Linked DNA regions of Mus musculus: region 2 is linked to region 1. The links are chromatin contacts, called in public HiChIP or PLAC-seq maps. All regions are on one chromosome and are shown on one strand. Each heading gives the region's core, a stretch centred on a gene start, on an enhancer-like site or on the middle of the called end of the contact. The rest is flanking DNA. Distances are from core to core; before and after follow the strand shown. Region 1 overlaps Ttc7 (tetratricopeptide repeat domain 7). Region 2 holds the start of Msh2 (mutS homolog 2).

Evidence for each region. HiChIP or PLAC-seq counts read pairs in DNA pulled down with a chosen protein or histone mark.
Region 2: a contact with region 1 is called in a FOXA1 HiChIP or PLAC-seq map of pancreatic cancer cells. The contact joins the promoter of Msh2 here to the enhancer-like site in region 1. A contact is called at or near these places in 1 of 39 promoter capture datasets (neural stem cells) and 3 of 115 datasets of contacts at active chromatin or transcription factors (embryonic stem cells, memory CD8 T cells and pancreatic cancer cells).

Annotation. Positions count from the first base shown.
Region 1 is chr17:87,349,055-87,352,575 of GRCm38.p6, forward strand. The region is part of intron 15 of Ttc7 (tetratricopeptide repeat domain 7); the gene reads left to right. Among named protein-coding and RNA genes, the nearest start is that of Gm52284, 44 kb to the left of the region's middle. Within about 2 kb of position 1,802, at least 158 of the 459 cell types and tissues checked have an H3K27ac peak or open chromatin away from gene starts, as enhancers often do. A contact at or near this core is called in embryonic stem cells and pancreatic cancer cells, where this site is marked.
Region 2 is chr17:87,671,011-87,674,531 of GRCm38.p6, forward strand. Msh2 (mutS homolog 2) reads left to right here and starts at 1,522. Exons shown (of 16, transcript NM_008628.3): 1 at 1,522-1,796. The coding sequence starts at 1,586.

The DNA.
Region 1 (3,521 bases), core at 552-3,051:
ACGGAGACCCCAGAACCGTGGTGATGGTGGAAGTGGGTGTTTGCCTTTGTGCATCCTGACTGTCCTCACTCCCTGGTGCTTTTCTTCCCCTCCCTGCCCCACCCCCACGCCACCCCCACCCCCACAGTGTTCTTGTGGAGCTGCCTGGAAAATAGTGTCTCTGCTTCTGCAGGAAGAGCCTTAAGGGGGCAGCCTATGCCATGAGAACTGCTCACTGACAGAGACTGCACCCGGGGAGCTGCAGAAGCTGCTCTAGGGTGTGAGACCCTGTACAGTATTGTTCCCTGTTACTACAGTGCGCTGTTCTGCAGAGCACGAGGGAATGGGGGTGATCTACCCCGTGGAGACCTCCCTCACTCGGTTTGCTCAATTAGTGGGATCCAATGACGTGGAGAAGTCCGTCTTTATCAGCTCTGCTTTGATCTGAACTGGCCCTAAAAGGCTACAAAACTAACAGATAGGAATTCCCTTTGCCAATAAATTAAAACTGTTCCCCACAGATGAAACCCTGGGGTACAGAAACCCATGGATTATCAGGAAATGTCATTGAATCCATTACAGGTCAGGGATCACTGAAAAATGTCACTGCTTTTCGGCTGCGTGTCCCGCTTCCCCAGCTGGCCCCGTGCTAAGAGCAGGCCGTATGGGACTCCAGCTGTTGCTAGCAACTAATTAAACCACCAGTCCAGTAAATATTGCTCAGCAAAACAACAGACCAACCTGCCACGGCCTGGCCTCATCAGCCCCAGCAAAGTGTATTCTCAGGCCTGTGACATGGCTTGTCTCCCACCAAGCCACCTTGCAGCGGCTATCCTGGTGGCCAGGCCTTCTAGAGGCGCCCCCTTTCCTGCAGAGTCATCAGTCAGTTCAGTGGACCCAAGGACTGTCGCACATGGAGGACAGAAGCCAGCAGGTCAGTGTAGGGATGGTTGCTTTGCCTGCTACTGTTTGGGAGAGGCCTAGACAAAGGAGGATGCTGACCGCTAAGCAGACTCCCATCTTCTAAGTTTATCCTAGTAGGAGAGCCAAGTCAGGTCACTGCCCTGAGTCACGTTTATCACTTAGGTGCCACCGGCAGCAATGTGTTCCTCTTTAAATAAAATAAATTTAACAACCTGCCCTGACTCTTCTGCTTCTCAAGTGTGCTGAGACACGGACTGAAGGTCCCTGGTTGGTGGACTTCTGTGTCTGAGGTCCCGGTGTGGAGGGGAGGCCACAAAGTTCCGTCGACACCTGGCACTGACAATGTTTAGTGAGTGAGCCAGGAGCTTGAAGGAAGGGGATCCGGATGAGGCTGGGCTGTGAGTGACACAGGGGAGCAGTCACTGTCCCCACACGGGCACGCAAGGTAGAACCCGGCCTCTGGTGAGTCCAGCTTCTGAAGACCCTTCTTACTTGGGGATTAGGAAGCCAAGTGCAGGGGTCTTGATGCCCGGCCCGTGCTGAGGGACGGCCTTCGGTTAGCCCGGCTCAGGTTTAAAAATGCAGAAACGTGAGGAGGCAGACTGACTCCTCCACGGGGACAGTATGAACCTGGTGTGATGGGAACCAGATATCCCTAGCAGCTTCCTGAAACCCTCTGGGCTTTCCACTAAGCCCTGGACACATGTACCAGGAGGCCCACGGCCAGGCGGCCCACAGGCTTCCTGTGGGGAATGGGAGAATTTCAGCAGGCCCAGAGTTGTCTCTGCTGGTCCTTCCCATCTTTGAAGCAGCTGAGAAGCCTGACCAGGAGGGAGAGGAATCTGGGGTGGGGAGGGATGGACCACCATGAGCACTGTAGGGAGATGGTTTTAGGTAACACATTCCTTCAGCTTTAGTCAGGCCCTTGTAGTGAAGGTCACCATAGAAACCAAACAAAGTCCCTAGGCCAAGGATGGGAGCTTTCCAATAACCAAGCTGTCAGCCATTCCCCCGCCCAGCCCTGCAGCCCGCCAGACTGACTCTGAGGACCCAGGGCCCACAAGTGACACGGGAGTAAATGTGTTTTCTTCCTACCTCCACAGTGGGCAGGGCCATCTACCCACCCCTTATCTGACACAATAGACATTCCTGAGAGCCCCTGCTGGCCCAGCCCCTAGTCCTAGGAGACTGGGGAAGTCCTGAGGGAGCCATGTGTCAAAGCCACAGAGGAACTTGCCAGTGGAGGAACAATATGGCCCTCTCCACAAGCCACTGCTCGCCCCAGATAAACAAACGAACTGCTGCATCCATCGGCCCCAGGAAACCAGGGCTGTTTTGGAAAATGTTTGAGGTGATCTAACTAGGTATTAGCTGGAGCCAGACTGTAGCTAGATCCAGTCAAGGCTGAAACTGAGCCTCCAGGGCATTTCTCCGAGCCACCTACCCACCCCACCCCCACCTCAACACACCTACTTATCAGGTTGCATGTGACATATTTCTGGAGGGGTAGTCCACCAAGCAGAAGGGATCAGAGTCCTGGGACTTGTGCTAACATTTCTGCCTTAAACCCAGTGTGTTTATTGGATTGTTCTTATTAAGGGCTTGTAGCACATCAAAAGGATGCTTAAAATACCAACACTTGAAGAGGGGGTGGGGATCAGAGGTATTAACACTAACATAGTTTATCACTCTGCTGGGTTCACTAAACACGCTTGGCTGCCACAGTGCGCGGGGACAGCAGCCAGGACTCTCTGGCCATGTGGCCGAGGAACTGCTAAGCCAGGCATAATCACGGGCACCGGGCACCGTCAGATCCTTCTCAAAGGTCAGCTACTCCTTGGCTGAGCGGCGGTTGGCGGTCAGCGTTTCTCCTCCTTGGCTCTCCCGTGAGCACCTCCGTGGTGACTGTAGTGACTTAGGACCGGGGCAGAGCCCTGTGCGTGCATTAACTGCTCTGCCCCGCAAGCGCCTGCCTCTTCAGTGGGAAGCCATTAGGGTTAGCAAGCTGGCTGGAAACCAAAGATGCAGAGACTGAGGCTCTATCTACCAGGCCAGAACCTCCCCTTTGTCCTAACTGAGAGCTTCTCAGCCTACCTGAAATGGCAAGGCCTTTTGTAGTGTGAGTCCTGTTCAAGTCTGAGAGGTTATTAGGGAGGTTGTTAAGTGACCTGTGGTAGGAGGATGTTGGGAGGCTGGTGGGGTGGGGTCAGCTGACAGTCGGTGCTGCACACAGATGGAATAGTTTGTTCAGGGCACCATGAACCAGATCTGTAGGCTGGGGCTCCTCGCCGGGTGGAGCATGCGGGGCCTTTGAAGGCCGTGAGTTACTGCTCCAGGAAGCTGGGACTTTTGGGCTGTTGCTTTTTAAAGCTTCAAAGTCGGATTGAGTTAAATTTATTAAGAGATGGAGGGATCATTATGAGCCTTCGACATTAGGGAACAGGGGCCACAGTAATCCTCCACACCACGGGGGAAAATCATTAGCTTTAAGGTTAAGAACTGCTAAAAAAGGATCCCTCGAGTGTTAGAGATTAGTCTGAGGGAAAGTCATAAAACTAGGGACGGCCCCTCCCTTCTCAGGGAGGCCATGCCTGTGAGAGTCCCTATAAAAATCACAC
Region 2 (3,521 bases), core at 272-2,771, 320 kb after region 1:
AGCCATCTCAGTGGCCGTCGAGAAACTGTATAGAAACAGAACAAAGAAAGTTTTAAATCAAGGCCGTAGAAACTAAGGGGTCTGTACAAAGATTATATTTGATAATCACAAGGTTGTTAAGGTAAACACAGAGGTGGGCAATAGTAGCTCTTTAGGGGACTACAATTAGCTCAAGATAATTTGGCTCAGGGCTTGCAATATTTCAGCTCCCTACAATCACATCTTAATCAGTTAATTAGCCCTTAAGAATGTTTATAACCCTGCAGTTTTTCCTGTCGGTTTACACCTCTTAGTCTCCATCTTTCTGTGTGTTTGTTTATCTACTTCTAAAACAGTGTGCAGTCTGCATCCATTCACTAGCACGGAAGAAAAACCAGATGCAACCTCTCTACCTCCCCCGCCTCCACCCTTTTCTTTATTGAGACAGGGTCTTGCTACACAGAAATCCAAAGCAGGATGTTTATTTATTTAGAACTCCAAAGCAGGTTATTTATTTATTTATTTATTTATTTAGGATGCAGTCTCTGGTAGCCCAAATTGACCTCCAGCTGCGTAGCCAAGGATAATACTGTACTGTGTTTCTTGCCAGACCCACTTTTAACTTTTGGCCCTTCTGACCTCCTGAGAGCTGGGGTTTCAAGTGTGTGTCACCCTACTCGTTTCCACATTTAATATATATATTTTTTCTTTAAATTAATAAGTGTCTGCACCTGACCTCCTCCACCCACACCGAGGATCTGGAGTTACCAGTTATGATGAGCTACACTAGTGATGGGGACTGAACTCAAGGTAGGCGACTATGAAAACATTAGGAAGTTAGGAAACTGCTGAGCCCCCAATCTGTCCTTTATTTGTTTATTTATTTATTTATTTATTTACCAGACAAGGTGCTGAGCCCCCATCTGTCCTTTATTTATTTATTTACCAGACAAGGTTTCTCTGTGTAGTCCTGACTTCCCTGGAACTCGATTGGTAGACCTGGCTGGCCTCAGAGGCCCCCCCGAGTGCTTGGATTAAGGGCATGCGCCACCACGCTCGGCTTGCCAAGTGTCTATTGGATGAATTCGTCAACCGATGGGCGAAATGCAAAACTGGGTCAGCAAGAGGTTGTGCAGAATATACCTGAAATTTTACCTATGGCAGTTTGCACTGCAAGTGTATAACGCACACTCAAGGCTGGGTGGGGGAAAAAAGATAGTTCTTTGTTTACAAGTTCTTTGTGATTTCACTCTTACGTTTCCGGTCACTTGATAAAACAAATTCCTAGCTGACCCCGCCTAGCACACCTACCCACCCACCAGGCGGACTTGAAAGCGCAGCCTCTGGAAGGCCTGCAAGGCTGCAGAAGTCGGACGCATGCGCAGTAGCTAGAGTCCTAGAGTTCGCGGGAAGCTGGGACCTTGCTCGCTTATGATTGGCTACTGCGGTAGACTCCCACCCACCGGGGCGCAGCGCTGCATGGTGATTGGGCGAGCCCACAGAGGCCGGACGAGGTTTAGGGGGCGAGGTTGGGGAGGCGGGAAACGACGCGGCCAGCGCAGGGTCGCTCTGTGCTCTAGTGGTGTTGGTGTGGAGCGGCTCGGAAATGGCGGTGCAGCCTAAGGAGACGCTGCAGTTGGAAGGCGCGGCCGAGGCGGGCTTCGTGCGCTTCTTTGAGGGCATGCCGGAGAAGCCGAGCACCACGGTGCGCCTCTTCGACCGCGGCGACTTTTACACGGCGCACGGAGAGGACGCGCTGCTGGCGGCCCGCGAGGTGTTCAAGACCCAGGGCGTGATCAAGTACATGGGGCCGGCAGGTGAGGGCAGCCGCGGCGGCGGGGCCCGGGCCGGCTCGGGGCCGCGTTGCCGGAAACCTGGGCGCATGCAGCGGTGGGGCTGCGGCGGAGCGCCCCGCCCGAGAGCTGCCTCCCCGGGCCACGCGTTTAGCATCTTGTTTTGGTTCGCTTCCGCACAGTGCGCTGGGCGGCTGCACACCGCCGAGTCCAGGCTGTCCTCGGACGCCTCGAGTTCCAGCCTCCCAAGTTGATAGGATTAGAGTCTTGTGTCACCGTGGGTACCTCCAAATCAATAACAGCCCGCAGCCTAGGAGCGAGGAGTGGAGGGCGTTTTGAGAGCTTCCTTTAAGACACCCTCATTTGCCAATAGGCTGTGTTTTGTTTTGTTTTTTTTAAACCGTCTCGCTTGAGAACCTGGGATGGACCATTGCTGAAGGGCAGTATCGCCAAGTGGTCAGGACCTAGGATATGCCCTGGAGCTGAACTGCCCGGATTTCAGTTGTGGATCCCCTACTGTTTGCTGAGTGCGGTTGAGCTAGTTGGAAAGCTGTGCTTAGCTAGCTAGCTAGCTAGCTTTCTTTCTTTCTTTCTTTCTTTCTTTTTTTTTTCTGCCACCTTGGCTCTCACCACTCAGCATCATCTCTCCCTAAAAGGCTTCAGAACTCATTTGTGGCCTAGGAAGATTAATTTGATCACCATAATAACCTCTCCCCCACCCACCCCCGTTGCTTTTTCTTTCAATTACATTGAATGTCCATTATATCATACTTTGGAGTTGTGAGTTCTAATTTTTTTTTTTTTTTTGGTTTTTCGAGACAGGGCTTCTCTGTTATAGCTCTGGCTATCCTAGAACTCACTCTGTAGACCAGGCTGGCCTCGAACTCAGAAATCCACCTGCCTTCCAAGTGCTGGGATTAAAGACGTGCGCTACCACCGCCCAGCATGAGTTCTAATTCTTTATGCTGTTATATGCAAATGGATGTTACAGACATCGTATTTCTGCCTGGTCTGTGCTAGGTAATAGTCTGCTGCCTTCACAACCAGTTGAATTTGTTTTTGTTAGACAGCTATTCTTTATCTTGAGTTAAAGAGTGACACACACACACACACAAGAAATGTTGTGTCCATTAATAATGTTCTCTCACAATCTTCCCAGTCCTGACCTCTAGTTTTCCTTCTCTGGATATTCTGGGATGTAGCATGTAAATGAAGAGCTTCAAGGCTTATCTCTGTCATCAGCACTTCGTTCCTTTTGGTTGCTAAATAATTGTGTGGATTTCCCACATTTCATTTAGCTCCTTGTCCCTGGAGTTTGTTTTGGCTTGGTTTTTGGAGACACGGTCTCACTCTTTAGCCTTGGTTGACCTGGAACTCAGTAGGTTTACCAGGTTGTCACTTACACTGCCACTGCCTCCTGGGACTACAGGCTTTCACCACCTTGCCCAGCTGAGCTGTTACTGGAATCTACATTTCCTCGAATCTGTACCGGTTCCTCCCAACAGTGCAGTGAAGAGTAAGCTCTTGGCAGCTTTCTGGATCCCAGCCGATGGGCGTGGGTAGGGTTCTGTTGGTTTTTCATAGTTTTCTGCAGCTCGCATCTGGCGGTATCCCTTTACTGACATTTTACCTGCATGATTGGGGTCATGTAAAGATGTGTTATTCTAAAGCCCTGATCAGGGAGAGCCTCCTGCCTGAGCCTCCCAGGTTCAGATGCTGCAATTCCATGCATGCATCTTCATATTTATT